Regions from separate parts of the Ovis aries genome. Here region 2 is linked to region 1. A link is a contact called in public Hi-C data. All regions are on one chromosome and are shown on one strand. The core of a region is the stretch at or near the end of the contact, and the rest is flanking DNA. Distances in the headings are between cores, read along the strand shown. Region 1 holds the start of URAD (ureidoimidazoline (2-oxo-4-hydroxy-4-carboxy-5-) decarboxylase). Region 2 has its middle 48 kb from the start of GTF3A.

Evidence for each region. A called contact is a pair of places that touch in the nucleus more often than the background predicts.
Region 2: a Hi-C map of liver shows a contact between it and region 1, with 7 times the contacts expected there. The contact joins the enhancer-like site here to the promoter of URAD in region 1. A contact is called at or near these places in 5 of 16 Hi-C or Micro-C datasets (hypothalamus, liver, muscle and 2 more).

What each region holds. Positions count from the first base shown.
Region 1 is chr10:32,344,286-32,348,891 of ARS-UI_Ramb_v3.0, forward strand. URAD (ureidoimidazoline (2-oxo-4-hydroxy-4-carboxy-5-) decarboxylase) reads left to right here and starts at 3,013. Exons shown (of 2, transcript XM_015098158.4): 1 at 3,013-3,237. The coding sequence starts at 3,063.
Region 2 is chr10:32,822,965-32,827,041 of ARS-UI_Ramb_v3.0, forward strand. No RefSeq gene overlaps it. Among named protein-coding and RNA genes, the nearest start is that of GTF3A, 48 kb to the left of the region's middle. Within about 2 kb of position 1,302, at least 2 of the 54 cell types and tissues checked have an H3K27ac peak or open chromatin away from gene starts, as enhancers often do. A contact at or near this core is called in liver, where this site is marked.

The sequences.
Region 1 (4,606 bases), core at 1,763-4,262:
GCCAGAACTTCACATTGCTTCAGCTCAGCCAATGGAAGGAGTCTGGTAAGAGGAGGATCACAGGAACTCCAACTCCCAATTTGGCTCAAATTTTAAAAGTAGGTTCTGGAAAGCAATTTGCCTTTCTGGTATATTCTATTGAGAAAACGTCTGCCCTATCCAAAAAAATATTTTTGGAAGAGAAAAAAAATCATCTCCCTAAGCTCTGCTCAAGAAAACATAAGGGTTGTCACTGAAGGGAACAGATGCTTGAAACAGTTAAACTAAAAAAAAAAGAAAGAAAGAAAAATTTGACTGTTTAAGAATTTTCTCCATGGACTGCTAAAAGTCTCTTACCTTAAAAGAAAAATTATACTAAAGTCAGATACAAGAATACATTCAGCGCAGGACATGAGAATCATATCTTACAGGTTAAATGGAAATTATGAAGCTACATCTCTCTATAAATTAAGTTTAGAAAATAACATCTTTGGAATGCTCCTGATGGTCCAGTGGTTAAGACTTCACTTGCCAATGCAGAGGTTGCCCGTTTAATCCCTGGTTGGGGAGCAAAGATCATACATGTCTTGAGGCCAAGAAAACCAAATCATAAAACAGAAGAAATACTGTGACAAATTTAATAAAGTGTTTTAAAATGGTCCATATTTAAAAAATCTTGAAAAATAAATCAATAATGTAAAATTTAAAAAGAAAATAACTGCTTTATCGATATGTAATTCAAATAACATACAATTCCCTTATGTATACTGTACAGTTCAGTAACTTAACTTTTTGCTAGGGTGAGAATGGCCTGACCTCTGGCCACTTTACATTTCTTCAATTTGACTGGAGGAGTCAGACAGGATTAACAGAGCCCAGGGTCCTTCTGTGGCCTGGCTGGCCAGGTTCCATATTAGGAATCTGGTTGGATTTTTGTGGGTTTTGTGCTCAGTCGTGCCCAACTGTTTGTGACCCCATGGACTATAGCTTGCCAGGCTCCTATGTTCATGGGATTCTCCAGGCAAGGATACTGAGTGGGTTGCCATGCGCTCCTCTAGGGGATCTCTTGTGTCTCCTACATCTCCTGCATCGGCAGGTGGATTCTTTACCACTGCACCACCTGGGAAGTCGGTTGCTTCACTGTCCAGGACTGTTTAATACCTTAACCTTAAGGCTTCCTATGTTAGTGGGCTGTTTGGAGTTCCATTGTTATACAACAGATAACACCAAATAAAAGGTTAGGCTCCTGGTCTCTGCCCCAAATGCAAGGCCCATCCCACTGTGCATATCAGCATTTCCATGAGCTAAGAAGTTTCCACTTGCAAATTCAGATGTCTATCTCTCCCACTGCTTCAGAGGAGCTGAGAGCCGCCAGGCTCCAGGCCCAGGCTGCTAGTGCCTGGGGCTTGGTGGGGAGGAAGGACCCTTTGTGTGCAGAATAACAGGCGGAGGAAGGTAAGGGTCATGCATAGGGAGGGGAACCCTTTCTCCTTTGCCTTCTGCTCCGTCTTCAGTTCCCCACTCCTCTGCTCACTCTGGGGACTGGGAAGGAGATAAGACTTTCGACGGTTGCAAGGGACTGGGGGGGCGGTTGCTGGACAGACCTTACCCTCCCTTCCCGACAGTCAGCTTTGAGGGCGCCGGGGGGAGATCACACTGGCTGTCAGGCTGTCTGCAGGGAACCTGCGGGGACAGGAAAGGGCTGTGTTGGCTCTGGTGGCAGAAGGGACGGCAGAGGAAGTTCTGTGGCTGGTCCTCTGCAGACTTTGTGCAGTCAACATTGTATCAGCCGACACCTCTGTAGTGCGATGTTAACAGGAACACTGCTAAGTTAACTTGCTTTATCTTTGCAAAAATCCCATCAGGCAAATACTTGTATTATGTCTACTTTACAGACGAAGAAACTGAAGTTCAGAAAAGTTTAATAACTTGATGAATGCCAACCAGTAGGGGGCAGAGCCTGGATCCAAGCTCTCCTGGGACCAGGCCCTCCACACTGGGCTGCCTGCCTAAAACTTCACACATGATACAGGATCCAGTGTGTGTTCACATATCTATGCAACGTATATGATAGGCAATACATATCATATATATCGGCTTCCCTGGTGGTTCAGTGGTAAAGAACCCGCCTGCCAATGCAGGAGACATGGGTTCGATCCCTGGGTCAGGAGGATCCTGGAGAAGGAGTTGGCAACCCACTCGAGCAAGGGAAATGTCATAAAACAGAGGAGCCTGTCAGGCTACAGTCTATGAGGTTGCAAAGAGTTGAACACAACTTAGCCATCCCACCACACACACACACACACACACACACACATGCATATGATTGTTGTTTAGTCACTAAGTCACCTCTGACCCTTTGCGACCCCGTGGACCGTAGCCTGTCAGGCTCCTCTGTCCGTGGGATTCTCCAGGCAAGAATACTGGAGTGGGTTGCCATTTCCATATCCAGGGAAGCTTCCCAACCCAGGGATCGAACCTGTGTCTCTTACATTGCAGGCAATCTCCTGTATCATTGTGGGTTGATTCTTTACCAACTGAGCTACCAGGGAAGCTCTGTGTGTGTGTGTGTGTGTGTGTGTGTTGCTATACATATTTATCTTCCTCCGTATTTGAAGACATGGCCTGTAATGATGGTACTTCTGGCACCAGACTTACCCTCTTTGAAAAGCAAAGTTCCTTGACTTCTTTGCTGTCAGTTCTTCAGTCATGAAACAAATACAGTAAGCGGGCAGGCTAAAATGTTAATGGCACCAGAAGGCTAACTGGCTTGAATGCTGAGGCTGAATATGGCCTCTGCCGGCTTGGATGGTGGGAAGAGTTTCGCTGGACATGTTTCCCCCTCTGCAAGATCTCTGCTCGCTGGATTAGACCTTAAGCCTGTGTTTGTTGATTGCACAAGAACTCTGGATCTCTGCTTTTCCCAGAGGCATTTAAAACATGCCAAGCTGGTGTTGCAAAAAAAAAAAAAAAAAAAAAAACCAAGCCTGTGCATTCAGCAAATATAATTCGACGAGCAGAGACGTGTCAGTCACTCACCCAGAGGAGAGCCCAGTCCTGCCACCGCCGCTGGAGCACACGCCATGGACATTGAGAAGGTCAACTCCATGGGCTTCGGAGAATTTGTGGATGTGTTCGGAAACGTCATCGAGAGATGTCCTCTGATCGCAGCCGCAGTTTGGTCCAAGCGCCCGTTCTCTGGCTTGGGAGATTTAGAGAAGCACTTTTTTGCCTTTATTGATGGTCTTCCATTGTCAGGTAAGGCTTTGGGGTTGGACACTGAGAGTCTCCACGGAGGGATTTCAGGTGTGCTTATCAAAAAGATAGGGGAGGGAATTCCCTGGTGGTCCAGTGGTTAAGACTCAGGTTTCACTGCGAAGGGCCTGGGTTTGAACCCTGATTGGGGAGCTAAGATCCCACAAGCCATCAGTTCAGTTCAGTTCAGTTCAGTCACTCAGTCATGTCTGACTCTTTGCGATCCCATGGACTACAGCACACCCCCTTCGCTGTCCATCACCAACTCCTGGAGCTTACTCAAACTCGTCCCACAAGCCATAGTGTGGCCAAAAAACATTTCTTTTAAAATGGGGGGAGGGGAGGTCTTGTGGCTGTTTTGGATTTTTAAACACAATTTTTAAAGGTTACTTTCCATTTAGTTATTACAAAATATTGGCTGTAGTCTCAGTCTTGTATGATATATTCCCGAGCGGATCTTAGACCCAATTGTCTCAGCCTCCCCTCCCCCATCCATCATGCCCCTCCCGCCTCCCCTCCCCTCCCCACTGGTAACCTCTAGTTTTCTCATCTGTGAGCCTACTTCTTTTTTGTTATCAAACTGTTTTGAGATGTTTGAGCCTAGTCGCTTATCCCGGGTATACACATTTACTTGTTTTTGCTGTAAGGCTTGGTGAGTTTCTTCAGACTTTTGCAAAAGAGAGTCAAACCCTTGCAGTGTTAAGTGGACAGTAGAGTGAAAGAAGGTTCATTGGCTCAGGTAAACTGGCTGTTAAATATTAAAGCTCTGGGGTTACCAGGAAAGAGGAGGCAGCCACCTCCTCTGGCCTCAAAGCTGCTCAGGGACCAAAGGTCAGGCTAGTGTCCCCCTGCCCCGCCCCACCTCAGCCCTGCATTGGCTTTGGGAATGTCCCTTATGCAAGAGAGGAGACCGCTCCGTATCAGACTATCTGAGGAGCCTGGGGGGGAAGAGAGAATGGCTGACGTTTTACCAGAAAGGGCCGGTTTGGACTAGGCGGCTGAGGAAAGTAAAGTCCCTCAGGTCAGCAGCTCCCTGTGGGTGTGAGGTAGAGGGGGAACGACAAAAGTCTGAAGAAATCCCTCTGGAGAAAGGGGTAGAAAATGCCGATTTCCTCTGGGTGGAGAGAGAAAAGGAGGCCCTTGGGGGTGTAAGATGGGGAGAAGAGGGAAGTTTGGGGGCGAGTCAGGAGGACACACAGCCTCCCAGGGGTTCACAGGCCAAAGGTCAGCGGCCAAGGCTGTCTCCCAGGCTGTCCTCAGGGTCCCTGGAGAAGCCTGGACTGGCTGAGGGGACCTCGAGGGGACAGGCTATCTTCACAGAGGGGCTTCCACAGGGAGCTGGGCTGTGGGCACGGCGCTCTTCTGCACAACA
Region 2 (4,077 bases), core at 52-2,551, 480 kb after region 1:
GAGATTCCGTAACTGGAAATAGAACTGCCATACGACCCAGCAATCCTACCACTGGGCATACACGCTGAGGAAACCAGAACTGAAAGAGACACGTGTACCCCAGTGTTCATCGCAGCACTGTTTACAATAGCTAGGACATGGAAGCCACCTAGATGTCCACTGGCAGATGAATGGATAACAAAGCTGTGGTACATATACACAATGGAATATTACTGGGCCATTAAAAAGAAAGCATTTGAATCAGTTCTAATGAGGTGGATGAAACTGGAGCCTATTATACAGAGTGAAGTAAGTCAGGAAGAGAGACACCAATAGAGTGCATTAATGCATATACATGAGTTTAGAAAAATGGTAACGACAACCCTAGATGCGAGACAGCAAAAGAGACACACATATAAAGAACAGACTTTTGGACTCTGTGGGAGAAGATGAGGGTGGGATGTTTTGAGAGAAAACACTGAAGCATGTGTATTTCCGTACGTAAAATAGATGACCAGTGCAAGTTCGATGCATGAAACAGGGCACTCAAAGCCGATACTCCGGGACAACCCTGAGGGATGGGATGGGGAGGGAGGCGGGAGGGGGGTTCAGGATGGGGGACACATGTACATCCACGGCTGAGTCACCTCAGTTCAGTTGCTCAGTCGTGTCCGGCTCTTTGAGACCCCATAGACTGCAACACGCCAGGCCTCCCTGTCCGTCACCAACTCCTGGAGTTTACTCAGACTCATGTCCATTTGAGTTGGTGATGCCATCCAACCATCTCATCCTCTGTCGTCCCCTTCTCCTTCCACCTTCAATCTTTCCCAGCATCAGAGTCTTCTCAAATGAGTCAGTTCTTTGCATCAGACAGCCAAAGTATTGGAGTTTCAGCTTCAGCGTCAGTCCTTCCAATGAATATGCAGGACTGATTTCCTTTTGGATGGACTGGTTGGATCTCCTTGCAGTCCAAGGCACTCTTAAGAGTCTTCTCCAACACCGCAGTTCAAAAGCATCAATTCATGTCAATGTATGGCAAAACCCACAATATTTTAAAGTAATTAGCCTCCAATTAAAATTATTTAACTTTTTTTTTTTTTTTAAGAGCGTGTCTGGTGGAGCCAGAGCTGGGAGGCTGCCCCTTGGAGGATATTCCAGGGTTCTTCTGTATGAATGTTTTATTTCTTGTGCACTATTTTGGATTGTGGAGCCCAGGCCACTGCCGTCTGCTCCGGGGAAGCTGGGCGGCGTCTGCCCGGGTGCCTGTGGCCCCCTCCGGCCGGAAGCTTGCCGGGCTTGTCCGGGGCGGCTGTCTGCCTGCTGACCAAGCCGTGCAAACAAGGGCAGCAGCTGCTCAGTGTGGACGCAAGCACAAGCACAGTTTGCAGAGTAAACGGACTCTAATTTGGACAAACAGGGCCGTGGCCGGGGGCCTGCGCGGCAGAGCGTCGAGGGTTGTTGGCATGGTGTTCCCACGGGCTGAGTGGGAACGGGCCCCCCCCCCCCACCTTCCCCAAGCTCCCCAGGGGAAGGAGACTGAATGGCTAGGACTGAAAAAGAAATTTACCTGGAAGGTGGACACCTTTCTAATTCACTGAGGATGCTGCCAAGCGAAGGGAAGGCTACGTGAAAGGGTGCGGGGTCTGATCAGGTTAAAATGTTTAAATGTTCCCACCAGCTTAGCAACCCAGCAGGTTAGCCCAGGCCCAATCTCAGAAAAGCAAGCTGGTGAAAGGACATAACACAGTAATTCCCACCCTGAATAAAAGTTGATCAAAGAGCCAGGGAGATTGCATCTCAAATGTTACTGCGTGTGCGCACCCCCTGGGTACAGGTAAGCTGATCTACCTGCCTCCCGGTGTCTGGGCAAACGGGAGGCATCATCTAGCTTCACTGGATCTTCCCTCTCTCCACTTATACTCCGAGGGCTGCTTAGAGACAGACCGAGACGGTAAAAGGCAGAGCACAGTGCCTGGCACATTGAGGATGTTAGATGGCAGATGTGCTGTTAACTTCAAAATTTTCACGGGACAAACACGCAGTGTGGTAGGACCCCACCACCCCTGGTGAAAGCATTGCTGCTAACACAGCTACACCTTCTCCAGAGACCTGGCCTCCTGAGGACACCACTTGCCCTGAAATTGCCTGGAAGTTTACTCCTGCTGACTTCGAGGTCATTGTTCAGTAGTTCAGTCGTGTCCGACTCTTTGTGACCCCATGGACTGTGGCCCACCAGACTCCTCTGTCTGTGGGGTTTCTCCAGGTAAGAACAGTGGAGTGGGGTGCCATTTCTTCCTCCAGGGGATCTGCCTGACCCAGGGATCGAACTCGAGTCCTGGGCATTGCAGACAGAGTCTGCCTGCTGACTTGCCTGCTGACTTGCCTGCTGACTTGCCTAGGTACAAAAATCCTGGCCCCCTTGTTGCATGTGGAACAGCTTCGCTGTTCTGTTCACATTGCAGACCTCGCCCAGGATCAGGCTGAGGCTACATTACATTTCTGTTCAGCGTCCCCCCTGCCTGACCCCCCTCACTCCCTGTGGATCGTCTTCCCCTGAGCACACGCCCTTCCTCAGCCTTTGCATGTCTCAGACCTCGGCCTCTGTCGCTGCCAGGCTCCAGCAACCTAGCAGGGAGAATGTGGTCCCTGCGCTGAGATGGTCTGTGGAGGGACAGTGACTGGCAAGGGGACAATTAATTACAGTAAGAGATTCCACAGCCATAACGCTGGGACGGCGTGCGAGCTCACAGGATGGGTCCCTGATGCAGGAAAATATTCTCGGGGGACAGAGGCACCTGACCCCGAAGGAATCAGCCGAGTACTGGGGCAGAGAGAAGGTCACCTTCAAGGCTCAGCGAGGGCATGATGAGTCTAAGGATACGCAGGGGGCCCTCTAGAGGACAGTGACCGAGGGGCTCCAGAGTAACCCCCGCTGCCTTCTTCCCATGGGCCACAGGAGTTGGGCAGAATTGCCGTGGCAACACAACCTGCATCACCTAAGGCTGCCCTTGGGACTCTGCTGTCAGGATGATGGAGATGCCTGCAACCTCTCTTACTGAGGTTCTTGAGCTCTTCTCCGTGAGGAGCTTTGTCTGAGGTGAACCTGAGCCTTTATTCCCACCTGCAGCAGAAAGAATAAGGCTGTTGTCATGGGCAAATATGGTGTGATTTCTCTTACAGGAGGTACCCGGAGCAGGCAAATTCATGGAAATGGAGGATGGAAGGGTGGGTGCCAGGGGTAGAGAGGGGCATGAGGAGTGAGCCTTTAATAGAAGCAGATTTCACGCGGGGAAGATGGGAATGTTCTGGATGTGGACAGCGGTAACAACAGTGTGAAGGTGGTCAGTGCCCCTGAGCTGGACGCTTAAAATCGGTTGCAGTGGTAAACTTTATGCTATGTGGTTTTACTACAATAAAAAGGTGAAGTAAAGCTGTTGCCTGATCTAAACTCGGGGCGTGGAGTGATGCTGTGTCTTATGGTGTAAGACTAAGAAGTTATTGCTTAGTCGCTCAGTCATGTGCTACTCTCTCAGGACCCCCTGGACTGTACCCCGCCAGGCTCCTCAGTCCGTGGAATTTTCCAGACAAGAATACTGGAGTGGCTTGTCCTTTCCTTCTCCAGGGGATCTTCCCAACCCAGGGACTGAACCCTAGTCTCCTGCACTGGCAGGCGTATTCTTTACCACTGAGCCACCTGGGAAGCCCAGAGACAAAATTTTTAAAGCATCATTTAGTACCAGAAAGCAGATGGCCAGATAACCAGGTAATCCGGACCACATGTCTGTAGGTGGTGCTGGCTCCCTCTCCCGGCAACAGCGGTCTGGAGAGTTCTGAGAACATAATGTGATGATTCATCTCCACGACGAAGCCCTTTCTGGCAAGCTAAACCTCTCTCCGCCTGGTCTACCTTTCTAGAATCACACAGAACGCAGTAAGAAAAATGTGCACGCTAAGTTGCTTCAGTCGTGTCAAACTCTTTGTGACCCCTTGGACTATGGCCCACCAGGCTCCTCTGTCCTCGGGATTCTCCAGGTAAGAATACTGGAGTGGGTAGCCATCCCCTTCTTCAGGGGATCTTCCCAACCCAGGGATTGAATC